Linked DNA regions of Zea mays: region 2 is linked to region 1. A link is a contact called in public Hi-C data. All regions are on one chromosome and are shown on one strand. The core of a region is the stretch at or near the end of the contact, and the rest is flanking DNA. Distances in the headings are between cores, read along the strand shown. Region 1 holds the start of LOC103639140 (putative phototropic-responsive NPH3 family protein). Region 2 holds the start of LOC100280024.

The links. A called contact is a pair of places that touch in the nucleus more often than the background predicts.
Region 2: a contact with region 1 is called in a Hi-C map of ear, with 1.7 times the contacts expected there. The contact joins the promoter of LOC100280024 here to the promoter of LOC103639140 in region 1. A contact is called at or near these places in 2 of 25 Hi-C or Micro-C datasets (ear and tassel).

Annotation. Positions count from the first base shown.
Region 1 is chr9:135,318,124-135,321,163 of Zm-B73-REFERENCE-NAM-5.0, reverse strand. It overlaps LOC103639140 (putative phototropic-responsive NPH3 family protein), which reads right to left and starts at 1,770. Exons shown (of 4, transcript NM_001323421.1): 1 at 1,569-1,770; 2 at 1,427-1,493; 3 at 140-1,324; 4 at 1-8. The coding sequence starts at 1,660.
Region 2 is chr9:135,928,176-135,931,102 of Zm-B73-REFERENCE-NAM-5.0, reverse strand. LOC100280024 reads right to left here and starts at 1,669. Exons shown (of 3, transcript NM_001152969.1): 1 at 1,551-1,669; 2 at 1,339-1,414; 3 at 33-1,234. The coding sequence starts at 1,586. The coding sequence ends at 303.

The DNA.
Region 1 (3,040 bases), core at 521-3,020:
GGGTGCACCTGCATGCACGCAGACAGATATACAGATCGATCGGCAAGCACGTTAAGCTAGGTGGCTTTTGGTTCTGGCTAGCCAAGCAAATTAGAACAGGCTGAATTGGTGCGGTGCGGTAGATGTCGCGTGTCTTGACCTTGAGGAAGATGTCGACGGCGCGGTAGAGGCCATCGGTGACGACGCGAGCGTGGTCCGGGAGCAGCTCGGCGAGGGAGATGAACTTGGACGGGAGGATGTTAGAGTCGAGCGCCACCTCCGCGAGGTAGCTGTCCAGCAGCTTGGCGGCCTTCACCAGGAGGCTCTGCTTCGGCGAGCGCGGGCTGTCGTAGTCGAACCCGTCGTCCTCCTCGTTATGGTCGTCGTCGAGGTTGAGGAACACCGAGAAGATGCGCGCCACCACGTCCGTGTCGTACAGCGCGTGCTGCTGACCGGCCGGCGCGCCCACGGCGGCGCCCGCGGCGATGAGGATGTCCTCCAGGATGGCCTGGTCCATCTGCATGCCGATCCGCTTCTCCAGGTCGGCCCTGCAGATGCTGGACGCGGACACCGCCATCGACGTCTTGAGGAGCCCCGAGAGGAAGGCCATGGGCACGGGGCTCTTCCTGGACTGCGCCGGGAGAAGGCCCACGATGGCCTCCACGACGGCGCGCTGCTTCTTGACGGCGTCGGCGTCCGCGCCGCCGCATCTGTGCACGTCCCTGGCCATGAGCCCGTGCAGCGCGTTCTGCGCGTAGTTGATGAGGATCCTGGTGACCGTCTCCTGCTTGAGCCCCTTGGCCTTGACCGCGGAGAGCAGCCGCTGGAAGAAGTCGAGGCCGAGCGCGGCCACGGACTTGCCCCACCAGTCGGCCGGCGGGTCGAGGTCGGCGAACGCCGCCGCGGGCTTGAGCTGCGCGCACTGGTCCAGCTTGGACAGCCCCGAGGTGAGCTGCTCCTTGCACACGTTGGTGGCGACGGCGGCGATGAGGCGGGGCACGAGGCCGACGTCCTCGGCGGCCGGGAGCAGCGCCTCGCAGCTGCGGAGCACGGCGACGGAGCTGGCGATGCTGGGGAGCACCGCGTCGCGGAGGAAGGCCTCGGCGCGGAGCTCCAGGCTCTTGTCGGAGAAGTCGTCGGTGATCTGCAGGTAGTGCGCGGCGCAGCGCAGCATGGCGACGTTGGCGACCGTGACGTCCACGTGGACGCCGTAGCAGAACTTGGCGGCGAGCTCGAACGCCGGCGCGCCCCCCGGGGTGCCGTGCAGGCTGAGCCGCGCCAGCTTGGCGTCCTTGGCCTCCGCGACGAGGCGCCGGATCTTGCCGCTCCGGGAGACCAGCGGGAACTGCGCGAACAGCTATGCCGCCGGCGTTAGCACATCGTTTTAATCTTCTTTCTTTTTTTTTTTCGTTTTCTTGTGGAAGGGCAAGGAGCTCTCAGCTCTCACCTTGTGGAGTGCGAAGCTGGAGGTGCCGACCTCGACGGTGAGGTCGCTGGAGACGTCGGTCGGAGGCCTGGCAGAACGCAGAGTCGAGTTCAGGAGAGGAGCACAGGATCCGAGGAACGAAGCAGGAACGCGAGTGAGTTACCACTCATTGGCGTGGCGGCTGATGAGGCTCGGCCGGAATGTCCTCTTCCCGGAGATGCTCTGCTTCAGCTCTGTCACCGTCGCCACGCCCATTTTCTCTCTCTCTCTCTCTCTCTCTCTCTCTCTCTCTCTCTCTCTCTCTCTCTCTCTCTCTCCTCTACTCTTCACTGTCTCTCTCTCCAATGAAGTCAGCACAGCAAGCAAACACTGCGAAGGGATGCACGCCAAATATGTTTACGTGGGCGTCAGGGCAGAGGACAGTGCAGCTTATTTGTAGCACTAGTGCCTTTTAGACAGTGGCCGGTGTGTGTGTGGTGTGGGAGTGCGTGCAGAAAGCCAGTCCCAAATCTGATGCCCACGCCCATGGGCCGCAGCTATAGCTCAATTCAAAAGGCTCTCGCTGGCAAAAATGCTACGGCTAGCCTAGCCACGGCCATGGATCACAGTCACAGATGGAACGGAGGTCTGATGATGGCGGCGCGGACTGCAAAGCCATGAGCTATAAGGAAATGTATAGAAAAGGGGGACAGGGAGCATCATGCTCATATAGGCCTTTTGCCCTTGAGAAGTTAAGGTGTGATCATGTGAATCATGCTCGTCGTAGCGTAGGCGTCTGCGTTTCTCCTAACGGCCGCTTTCCTGATGATGCTGCGGCGAGCTGCCGGGAGAGCTGCAATCATGCGGTTCATTCAGGATTCAACCCAATGTGTTTGGGATGAGACAGGAAACATGCATACCTCTCATCTTGTTCGGTTGCATCTAGATTAAAGGGATTAAAGAGGATAATTCTTTGATCTACACGCAACCGAACAAGTTCTAAATATGCATGAGTCATCTCACTTTATACTAGCTCGGTTCCTTTTATAGTAGAACTATTCTGGCACCGTCCTTAGTTCAGTAAACATGGGTTTGAGGCCTCACAACTCAAGATCCTCTATGAGCTCAGCATCACACCCCCACCCGTTCGGTTTCAACTTTATCACAACACATCCTAACACGGTTATAGATGTACAGAAAGCACGTAGCACGAAAGCCTCTAGCCCGAAGCACTTTTTTTGGCCCGGTCTGACCCGCTTTTATACGGGTCCGGGCCGGCACGAATAAGCGGGCCGGGCCTGGACAAGAAATTATGCACGGTGGGCTAGCCCGGCACGACCCGTTTACCTCTAAACCCGTCAAACCCGTTTTTTGCACTAAACCGTGCTTACCGGTCCGTTTAGCCCACTTTTTTGGTCCGCTTTTTCCGTGCTTACCGGGTCGTTTAGGCCCGCTGTGAGCGGGCTCGGACAGGGAAACAAGCCCGCAGGCTTAGATGGCCCGGTCCGGTTTTCTAACGTGTTTGACGGGTCAGACCCAACCCAAAACGGACCGGGCTTCACCGGACCCGTGCCGAGCCAGGTGGCCCGTTTGGCCATCTCTAAACACGGTCGATCCCATTGTAACATTTGCAGGGGACCAGCATGACACTGCAGG
Region 2 (2,927 bases), core at 420-2,919, 610 kb before region 1:
TAGCCGGCGGGCGTAGACGCGGTGAACATCACTACAGGTAAACGCGCGTGCGTATCTCATTATCATTAGAAACAGTAAAAAAGATATTAAAAGGAAACGAAGAAAAAGCTCTGTCGTGCATGGAGAGAGGTTTGACCTCTATACTAAGTGGAAGAGGCCAGCAACAGGCTACTCTACTTACAACCACAGAGAGAGAGAGGGTTCTCTATTGCGGTAGCTAGCGGCGCCGCCTCCCCCCAACTACCTGCTGCTGCTGCTGCTGCTGGCCACGGCGGCCCGGGCCGCGCCGATCCGCTCTCCTCTCACATGACGCTGCAGGAGTTGGGGTTCTCGTCGTCGAAGATGCGGTACGACGAGTCGTGCATAGGCGACGCGTGCATCCCGGGCGGGCCGTAGTAGTCCTGCTGGTAGTAAGGCTCCGGCGCCGCGGCGTGCGGGTACGGCATGTACAGGTACGACGGCGACCACTGCTTCCCCGGCTGCGGCTGCGCGGAGTAGTACGCTTGATGCGGGTGCGCCTGTTGCGTGGAGTACGCCGGCTGCGCCTGCGGCGCGAAGTGCGACACGCTCGAGCTGCGCTGCGCCGCGTGGTAGCTCAGCACCGGCTGCGCGGGCGCGACGTAGTAGGGCGGCCGGTACTCATGCTCGTACGCGTGCTTTGGCGCCGGCGCCAAAGGAAGGGACCTCTCCGTCGTCACGGCGGCAGGCTCCGCCGTGCCGGCGTCCTTGGCCTTGTCGCTCTTCTTTGCCTCGTCCTCGTCATTGGCAGCGCCGGCAGCGGCAGGGGCTTCCTTTGCCGGCTCTGCTGCGCCCTTGGCCTGCTTCGTCTCAGCTCCCTCGCTGTCACCGCCGTCCGTCTTCGCCTCCACTTTCTCCACCTCCTTTGACGACTCTGCTTCGGGCTGCTTCTTCTCTGCGGCCCCGTCCTCCTGCTCCGGCTTCTTCTTCTCCTCCTCGGAGCTCTCGCCCTGCGGCTCCTTCACCGCCTCCTCCGACTTCTTGTCCGCCGCGGCCACAGCAGCAGCAGCAGCAGCATCCTTGCCGCCGTCGCCGGCAGGCTGCGGAGCCGGCGGGGCCTCCGGCGCGGGCTCGCTGTTCTTGGCGGGCGGGTGACACTGCCAGGGCACTCCCTTCTTGCCGGACTTGTACAGCCTCTTGATGAGCGTGTCGGCGTCCACGGTGCCCGTCACAGTCACCTTGTGCTGCGAGGCGTCCACCGTCACGTCCTGCACGCCTGAAAACAATCACCAGAACCACCCCGCTCGGTTCAGCCAAAAATGTATGCAGGAACCTGCTGACTCGCAAGAGGCATGTGTTTCTAGACGGCTAGGCACGCACCTTCGATGCCCCTGAGCACCTTCCGGACCTTCTTCTTGCAGCCATGGCAGTGGATGGCAACCTTCAGCACCACAGTCTGGAGATAACGGAAGAATCAAGGGGGGGTTAGCATTTACGACGACCTAGCAACCAAATTGGCAGCTCATATGATGGTATGGGATCGAAGAGCATTCGAGTACTCGGCGGCAGGTGAAAAAGCCATGGACGCTCACCTGAACGACAGGGGCCGCCGCAGCTCCTGACGCCATGGGGAGCGCTCTGGAGACTGGTCGCTCTGCCTGTTCGGCCAGACACGAGAGGAGCAGAGGAGCTCTCGGCTAACGTGGCTTTGTTATGGGAGGAAGGCGGTAACGGCAGCCGAGGTGCTCATCTTATAGCCGAATGAGGAAGGAATGGGCCAAAAGGTATACATGGGCTCTCTGACACCTGGGCCAATCGGTTCAAATTAGTTCTATTCTTTTTTTTCAAATAAAATGGGTTCAACTGCAATGCTAGCTGCTAGGAGTTTAGGACTAGCAGCTGTACAGCGGAGCTACGGTTAGCCGCCGGGCTGCCGCCCAGGTAGTCAACACTTTGGGCCTATAGTACTGTGAATGAGTTTGGTTACTCCAAATTTAAGATTGATCACCGAATAGCAACCATAGAAAGAATAGTGAAGGCCACAAATAACAATTAAGTGCTCAAATGTAAAGGGGAAGGAAAAAAAGCAAAATAAAAGGGTTTAAGGCAACGGTACAGCCATGGAATTTTGCTTTGTTGGTCAAAACACAATAGAGTGTATGATTAAATTTAGGTTAGATGAACATACTATGGAGCTTTAGGGCTTGTTTGGGATCAAAGGTAATGGAGTGGATTAAGGGGGCTAGAACCCCCTACTACTTAATTTTGAATAGTGAGGGATTATAGCCCCCTCAATCCCCTTCATTACCCTTTGTCCCAAACAAGCCCTTAGATAGCATGGTCATCTAGTGCCAATAGGTGTTAAAATTATGTGTATACATAGGAAATGAAATGATTATTAAAAATACTTTGTAAAATGTTAAATGTGCTCTATTTTTTTTTGAAAAACATTGGAGAGTTAGCATGCTTGAGGGAAAAAACAAGAAAGCGCTCTTTATGCATCTTTTATGTGTACCGGACGTATCTGGTGGTGCACCGAACATGTGCACCAAATACGAGACATGCTCACACACATGTTGCAAAGTTTTTAGCCGAGCATAGTGGAGTTTGGTATGCACCATATGTCCATGTTACCTCTTAACCTAGGATAGAGCATTAGCAACACATCTTCACTATTAATTCTACACTTGACGATAGTAATAATATTTTTGCTTTGTTGTAATAAAACTAGAATTAACAACCACTAGTACCCGTAGTCGTTTAATATTATTAATTGAGGTGAAACCCCCTTTTCATTATAGTTTTCTTCGTTGCTTCCGTATTTTACTCTTTTTATAGATTTATGCTATCGGATTTTTGTACTCTAATTTATCATGAAAGAGACTAGTGATATTCTTGGTTTGTAGTGGCCTAGGTGTTAGGCTATTTGCAGTAGATCGTGCATACGTAGAACATTAATTTTTGCCTGG